Linked DNA regions of Rattus norvegicus: region 1 is linked to region 2. The links are chromatin contacts, called in public Hi-C maps. All regions are on one chromosome and are shown on one strand. The core of a region is the stretch at or near the end of the contact, and the rest is flanking DNA. Distances in the headings are between cores, read along the strand shown. Region 1 holds the start of Tmem250 (transmembrane protein 250). Region 2 has its middle 21 kb from the start of Ubac1.

The links. A called contact is a pair of places that touch in the nucleus more often than the background predicts.
Region 1: a contact with region 2 is called in a Hi-C map of liver, with 2.8 times the contacts expected there. The contact joins the promoter of Tmem250 here to the enhancer-like site in region 2. A contact is called at or near these places in 12 of 12 Hi-C or Micro-C datasets (the A7r5 cell line, the Rat2 cell line, Schwann cells and 7 more) and 1 of 1 datasets of contacts at active chromatin or transcription factors (oligodendrocytes).

What each region holds. Positions count from the first base shown.
Region 1 is chr3:29,362,165-29,366,145 of GRCr8, forward strand. Tmem250 (transmembrane protein 250) reads right to left here and starts at 2,298. Exons shown (of 2, transcript NM_001126295.1): 1 at 1,960-2,298; 2 at 1-719. The coding sequence starts at 608. The coding sequence ends at 189.
Region 2 is chr3:29,265,664-29,269,526 of GRCr8, forward strand. No RefSeq gene overlaps it. Among named protein-coding and RNA genes, the nearest start is that of Ubac1, 21 kb to the left of the region's middle. Within about 2 kb of position 1,973, at least 1 of the 93 cell types and tissues checked has an H3K27ac peak or open chromatin away from gene starts, as enhancers often do. A contact at or near this core is called in liver, where this site is marked.

The DNA.
Region 1 (3,981 bases), core at 1,048-3,547, 97 kb after region 2:
AGCCAACGGGGAAGACTGTGTGGTGTCCCCATTACAGAGTAGTCTCAGCCCTTGTCTCCCTCCCCTCAGTGGGAGTGTGTGCTTCAGGCCTTACCTCTGGGATGGGGCAAGCAAAAGCCCCACCAGCCCCACCCTCCAAGGAAAGCGGCTTGATAGGACCAATCAGGAGCCCCATGGAGGCTGGACCTTCACATGTCCACAAAGACCATGAAGCACCAGCCCAGTCCCCCGACCAGCAGCATAGTCACGTGGATCCCGTAGATGAGCAGCTCGTTCATGAAGCGGAAGTCCACGCGCCTGCGCCCCAGCAGCAGCAGCAGCACTGACAGTTTGAGCTGGAAGCGCAGCAGCACACGCACGCCCAGGTACTGCAGGCAGAAGAGCGCGGCCAGCGCGCCCCAGAGGGCCGCTGTGAAGAGGCTGCAGCTGAAGTAGAGCAGAAAGCGGATAAAGCCGTAGAGCCAGCGGGTCTTGACATACACGTCGAAGTTGTTGTACTTGGTGCGGGCCAGGTGAGAGGTTCTCACTGGTCCGCAGGCTGCGTGTAGGCAGGTGGTGTGCGGGCCGTGGAAGGAGCGCACCCGCCGCGGGATGGGCATGACCGGCATTGGGCCCGGGCGGCAGTGCTATTTTGCAGTGGTGGTGCAGTGTCCAGATGGCTGGCATAGGTGTCATCAGCATCTAGGAGCCCTCAGCTAAGCCTTGGGGGAGGTGTTGGCCTGCAGGGAGAGATACAAGGAGAGTGCCAGGTGAGACTTCCTCAAGGGTGCCCCTGCAGTAAATCAGTTGCACCCCAAGGTTGCACTTATGATTCTCTTCATAAGTCCACAACCTGTGCAGGCCAAAGGTTAACATTCTACCTCACAGTGCTAAGAAAGGAAAGTGCCCTTCTCTCAGCAGCAGCCAGGGGAGAGTCCCCTCTAAGGGCTACCAGTGATAGTGCGGGGACAGTAGTGCCCTAGCTAAGCCCACTCCTTACGACTTCTAGAAGACCCCATGCACTCTGTCACTGGTTGCTTTCTATTGACCCATTACTCCCCAGTACTTCCATAGCGACTTATCTAATGACACCCTACAAGGACACTCCATGAGAATCACAAAAGGATTGGGATGAAGACAGGGTGTCCACATTGTGAGACCCTAAGGTCACCTGCTGGGCCGGAACTCTGGCATTATTTTGGCAGGTTACTGCCTCACCTCCCATTGCTCTTTCTCTGTAAATGGAGGCACCAAGACCTCTTCCCTCGGAGTTGCCTGTACACAGAAGCATCGCTGGCTTGTCTAGGCTGGGCATAGTGCCAGAGTTCTCCAAACTGGGACACAAAGAGAGGAGAAATGGCATGTGGTTCCCTGTTTCACCAAGCAAATGTCATTTGCAGCTGCCTATGTTAATTTGCAGATGGAAAGAAAAAACTAAATTTCAAACTATACGACAATAGAGACCAAAAAGTTGGTAACAGGACAGGGCAATACTGCCAACAGGCTTTTGCGACTTCCTCTCCATCAGCTGCCTTCACGCCGCAGGTCCTGAGCAAATGGCCGCCAGTGTAGCTGCGGCCGAGGCGCAGAGGGAGGAAACCTGTCCCGAGCCGGGGAGGTTTAGCTCTGTTTTACCCAGCTAGACAGGGCAATGGCCCTCATTCAGGCGTGTCACTGGACACAGCACGGAGGAGTTTGCATTCTGCAGCAGGTGTACTCGGGTGGAGGTGCACGCCATGGGGGCGGCCCGGCACCAGGTCACGCGTCTCTGCGCACGGGACTCCAGAGTAGGAGGTCCGGCTCTCCAGGGCCCGCTAACCCGGCATGTGGAGACACGGCCCTCACAACCCGGTAGGCGACGCGCGACCCCGGCCCTCAGCCCGCGTTCTCTGCGGGCGCCACTTCCGGTGTCGGGGCGCCGTTGCCGTGGAGACGGCCCTTAGGTCCGCGGCCGGTCCCCGCCCGTCCTCGGCCGCTCACCCGGTGCCCTCTCCGTGGCGGTGCCGGTGTCCGGAACCGTGCGGCAGGCCGACGGCGCTGGGGACCGGGCCTGCGGTTGAACCTGTGCCCCGGGGGTGCGTCGCCAGGGCAGGCACATGCCGCCGTAGATGGGTCGCTTCGCGCGGCCCTTCAGTTGGCCCCGGCTGATTCTGGCCCGGAGGGGAGGGCGCGCCCGGGCCGGGCCGAAGGCGTTTGTCCCAGCGTGGGAGCCGTAGTGTCGTCCCTCGGCGGCCACCGTAGCGCGGTCTCACGCCCCCTCCGCCCGCGCCAACACGGTGAAGCCTCGCAGCATCGGCCGCGGGCCCGCGCGAAACATCCAGGAATTCAACATTATCCGAGCACGCGCGCTCACGTGCGCGCGCCGCGAGCCGTCAATGACGTCAGGGTCCGCGGTCTCAGCCGAAGGCTTGACCTATTCTGCGCAGGCGCAAATGGGGGACTCTAAGGGAGCTGAGGGGTGTTCTTCTCCAAGTCAGTGCGCGTGCGCGAGTGTGGGAGGGGCTTTCTCGCTCTGGTGTGAGCGAGGTGTTGTCTTTCTGGTGGTGCGGTAGAGCTCAACTTTCCTGTGTGCCAACGGGCGCCGCTGGCACCCAGAGAACAGAGACGGTTGCAGATGAAGCGATCTCGGACTTTCGGGGCACTCACTGTGGAGCACAAGGATCCTGGAAGCGCCAAAAGAAAGTGTTAAGCTGGTGTGTCACCGGCCTAAATGTCCTTGCCTGCTTCCTAAGAGCAGGTGTCGTGGGTTTCAGCTAAAAGTTGATGTGTGTGCTTGTTGTTAGGGCGTGGAGGGAAGGTAGGTCCATCCCATGATGGACCAGAAAGTAGCTTTACAGGGTTATCCTACATTGACCGCCCTGATTACTGAAGCCCAGGCGTCAGATGCAGGCTCCCCAGGGAAGGGGAACAGACCCTTGACAGGAAAGGGGAATCTGGAGCTGGCTGCAACGCACCTTTGCACTCTATAGGGAACTCTTGGAGGCCCCAGCCCACTTGAGACCAAAAGCACCTGCAGGCTGTGGCATGTGCACATCCTGCCTGTACCGCCCACGAATAGATGTAAAAATAAGTGAGTGTGCCTTATGTTATTATATACCGTTTTAATCCAAGCACTCAGGAGGCAGAGGCAGGCAGATCTTGGTAGTTCTATGCCAGTCAGGTCTACTTAGTGAGAGGATGTCAAACATCTTGGTTCAGTGAGATGGCTTTGTAGGTGAAGGCACTTGCCACGAAATTAACAATCTGAGTTCCATCCTTGGTACCCAGATAACAAAGATGAAAATCGATGCCCTTGTGTGTTGCCCTCTGACTTCCATGTTTACACACACACCATGCGTATGCACACCGAACTAATGCTTACAGTAAATCTTCTGTAGCTGGTTGGGAAGTCAGCTGGAGCCCCTGGACTATGTAATCCTATCTCAAAACAAAAGGAAACATTCTCTCCCCTGGCCTGAGTTTCCATCACCCTGGAGTAATGATGACCTTCTGTTTTCTAAACACACACCCCTCCTTTAGCTCTCTCCTTGGCTCAGTGACACATTCCAGGGCAAAGTCGAGTTTCTCTACTTTTTCTGTCTCTCTGTCTCCTTCCACTTGTTCAGCTCTGTACCTCCTGTAAGACCCCTTCACCTCTGACTTTGTGGCTCTCTCCCTGCTGACTGCTCTTGGCCCCCCGTGGCTGAGAGCCCTCTAACCTCAGACCACTGTACACAGACTGAAAGCACTCAGATCGTCTCACTAAAGGATGCTTCCTGTCACCTCCACTCTCTTGCTTTCTGTTGCTTCTTGGAAGTGTTGGGTACCACCACTGAAGTGATTCTGGAACCCCCTCAGGACCCGAAGCCTGACCACAGCAGGGTCATCCCCAAGGACAGGACCGAATCCCAATTGTTCTGCTTGCCACAGTCCAGTCCTGCTATAAAAAATCTGCCTCGAGTCTCTCTGTCGCCTTCCACTCTGCTATCTGCCCTGGACTTCTCTGTGGTCAAGTGCTGGACA
Region 2 (3,863 bases), core at 723-3,222:
TATGTCTAGGGCCGGGAAGTTCAGACTGAGGAGAGTCCAGCTCTGTGTCTATTCTAGCCGGACTGAGTGCCGGTATCCAGGGTCTTCGGGGTTACAAAGGAGATGTCTCAGTGCTGCTGAATGAATTTGTAATTGATTGGCTGTCAGTCTCATAAGGAGACCTGAGGGTAGTCAGAGCTCCAGCCCCAGGTGATACACAGAGCCAATCCCTGCCTGGACATGAGGTCCCACACGGGTGACCCATACCCAAGTCTCAATGGCACTGTATATCCCTAACTAGGGTCCTGCGGGATTCTAGGGTTACCATCTCCCCAGAGTTCCTTAATCACTCCTGGGGTGTCACTGAACCCTGAAATCCCCCATTTCCTCCTGGTCTAGGGGTTCCCAGGGGCTGCAGCGAAGGTGGCTGGAGAGAAGCTGATGAGGACACTAAGGGATGACACCTTGGAATGCCGCCAGCTCCTGGGGGAGGCCAGCTAACAGCCTGGTGCCAGGCCGGGCAGCTTGCGCGAACCGCCTGCGAAGCAAGCTGGCGGCTGGCGGCGCTTGGCAGGCAGTGTTGGGGGCTGTTTGCAGACTGCCGCTGACAGCTTCGCAGCTGAAATTGCCCTGGGTAAACACAGGAGTGCGTGGTGCCCACAGAAACTAGGGAGGCAGGGAACAGGAGACGTATAGGGCTGTTCTAGGGTGACTGGAGCCTTTGGGGGCTCCCTTAGTATCTACTGGCCCTATCTGGACCTGGCTTGTTCTCTGAGTCCTGGGTCTAAGCTGACACCCAGAAACCCAGCTTCCCATCCCAAGGCTACGAACCAGGAAGGCTTCACCCTCCCTTCTGTGTTTTAGGGGAATTGCTTTCCTGACCATCACACTTTGTCTGGGCTCTCTTTGAGGAACCCCTGGCCTTAGAACACTGACCAGAGGGAACCCATCACCCTGTCCCCCTCAAGGGAGGGTCCTGAGTGCTTTGGTCCCCATGTGTCTGAGCTGACATGTATGTACTTTTCTGGGTATCAGCCACTGAGTCAAGTGGTTCTGATACCCCATGTACCCCAAGACCCAGGGAATCTGTTATAGGAGCTCTGTAGGAGATGAGGTAGGGAGAGAAACAGAGAGCAGAAAGAAGAGCCCTGAGGCAGGGGACAATAGAGGAGGGGATAGAGAAGTTGTGGGCTTCTGTCCAGGCCTTGGAATTCTGTTTGGTGAACCACCCTCCTGGACAGCTCATACCTGTGACCCAGTCTCCACACCCATAGCGGCTGCCGGCAGTGTCTCAGCTCCACGGACTGTGTCCCTAAACTGGCTGCCCTCAGACAGCCCATAACTAAACGACTTTAAGACAATCGGTGGAATCCTTGGACTCTTGGGTTATTGGGAGCAAAAGCAGAGCATGTTACTGAAATATAGTCACCAACGTCGCCGTTAGAATTTTTCTGCGGTGTTGAGAATCAAACCCAAGCCCTTGTGCATGCCAGGCAAGTGTTCTACTGTTGGATACATCTCTTTATTTAAACGCAGGAAAAATGTAATGCAGGATGTAAGGATCGCGCCTTGCACATGTGAGCCTTGGTCTGCACAATCTCTCCAAGTGGCGGTCCCCAGCTTTGGGCTCAGGCCATCTCATCGCATCTTCCCCATCTGATCCTGGCAATCCAGGATGCTGCGTTCAAGAGAGTCTTCACCTTGGCTGGTGGGGCTCCCATCCAGGCCAGAGGTGTATGTGGCTGCTTTGTGGGCCACCCACAGAGAGGGCACTAACTCTCAGGGCCACCCAGTACCACAGATCTACAGGGCCCAGCACCTGCCAACCCCTGTGGAGGCCACTGAGCTGCCCAGAAAGAGGTGATAAATGCCCACCAGATTGATTATTAATAGCACAAATGCCCGTTACAGGAAGTGTGGTGGGAACGCAGCCGCCCTGTGTGGAGAGCCAGTGCTTGTCCAGCTAGAGACAGAGGCTCCGCCTCTTCCTGGAGGGACAGAGTGATTAGATTTATTGCAGGCATAAGATCGCCCAAGCACTTAGCGGCCTCCTGATCTGGTGTGAGGGGAAATGGAGGGGAGGCTGAGGTGGGCCGGCCAGTGGGGCAGCAGGAGCAGCTCCAGGAATCATCCCTTCCCCCACAGGGTGGGCAGGCCTGTGGACAGGAAGACTGCAGGAGGCCCCCAGGCTCCTCCTAGGCCAGGTACTCCCAGTCAGTAGGTCTCTCTCCTCTAGTGTGAGCTACTTACACAGGTCCCACTCTGAGCCCTACCTGAGAGCAGAAAAAGCAGCTTCAAGGAGGACCCCATGATGTGTACTAGAGTAGCAGGAGCTGCTGTGACTGGCCTCTGCCCCTGAGTGCAGGACGGAGGGAGAGGAGGGAAGAGGGGAAAGGAGAAGAGAGCGATGGGAGAAAGAAGGGAGAGCAAGGGAGAGCGAGCTGGCCTTGGGGGTTGGGAAGAGGCTCTCTACCCACTTGGTATGTGGAGCCACCTCTCTACCCACCCCGGCAGTGCTTGATACAGCAAGCATCAGTTTGGGACTGTCAGACACCAATATTCACAAATAACCAATGAGTCTTTAATTTCCATATAATGGCTGTCATACTAAATCTAAATTTAGCATTTGAGTGGAAATCTGAGTTAAAGTCTCCTCGCACAGCTATCTGCTTGGTGGCTGTACTGAAATACAAATGCAGTAAGCACATCGCTCAGAGTGGCTACGTCACCTCCTCACCTTGTACAGCTGCAGGAAGACTGATCTTGTGGACAAACATCGAAGGACTTTGGAAATCACCAGTGTCTTAGTTAGGGTTTTACTGCTGTGAACAGACACCATGACCATGGCAAGTCTTATAAGGACAACATTTCATTGGGGCTGGCTTACAGGTCAGAGGTTCAGTCCATTACCATCGAGGCAGGAGCAGGGCAGCACCCAGGCAGGCATGGTGCAGGAGGAGCTGAGAGTTTCTACATCTTCATGAAGGCTGCTAGTGGAAGACTGGCTTCCGGACAGCAAGGATGAGTTTTTAAAACCCATACCCACAGTGACACATCTACTCCAACATGGCCACACCTTCTAATAGTGCCACTCCCTGGGCCGAGCATGTACAAACCATCGCAACCTGGCTGGTGGGTGGGACTGATGCCGGATGTGATATCTGAGTATCTCAGGGACCCTGGCGATATAAGGCTCTGTCCACAATACCAGGCTGTGGATAAGATCCTTTTGGGCCATGGAAGCTTCTGACATATGCTGGGGGAGGGAGGTCCCAACCCCAGGGTGCTATAAGAGTCTCACTTGGGCCTCAACCCACTCATGCCTACCTAGCTAGCTTGGATTGGTGCTCCTAGTGGGCGGCCAAAAACTCCCAGAGATCTGCCTGCCCCTGCCTCCCCAGTGCTGGGATTAGAGGTGTGCACCACCGCACAGGGGAACCTAGCCTTCTGTATAGGTGCACTCACTATCACCCACTACTACTGTGCCTGAGTGCTGCTGTACCCAGGGCATCCTAAATGCCCATGGGACTTCCAGGGCCCATCACACCCCACTCAGGCAGCCACTGTGACTCTTCAAAGTCTCAGAGAGTTCATACAACTCTGAAGGCCTCCCACCCGTGTGCAGGCGGCCCGTTCCATGGAGATGTCTGACTGAAGCAGCAACAGGGGCGGTCCTGTTATTTCTCTGCTCTGTCATGAACTGGCAATGCTCAGAGACACCTCGTTGTGATCCCTACAGAGTGAGGAATGGACTGGAGACAGCTCGATGTGCCAGGTTCACCTCAGAGTATTGAGGATGGAGTAGAAGGGAGAAGACTGGAGGCCAGAGAGACCTGAGGCCCTAACCAAGGTTTCTGAGAGAGAAGGCAGGGTAGTGTGGTATT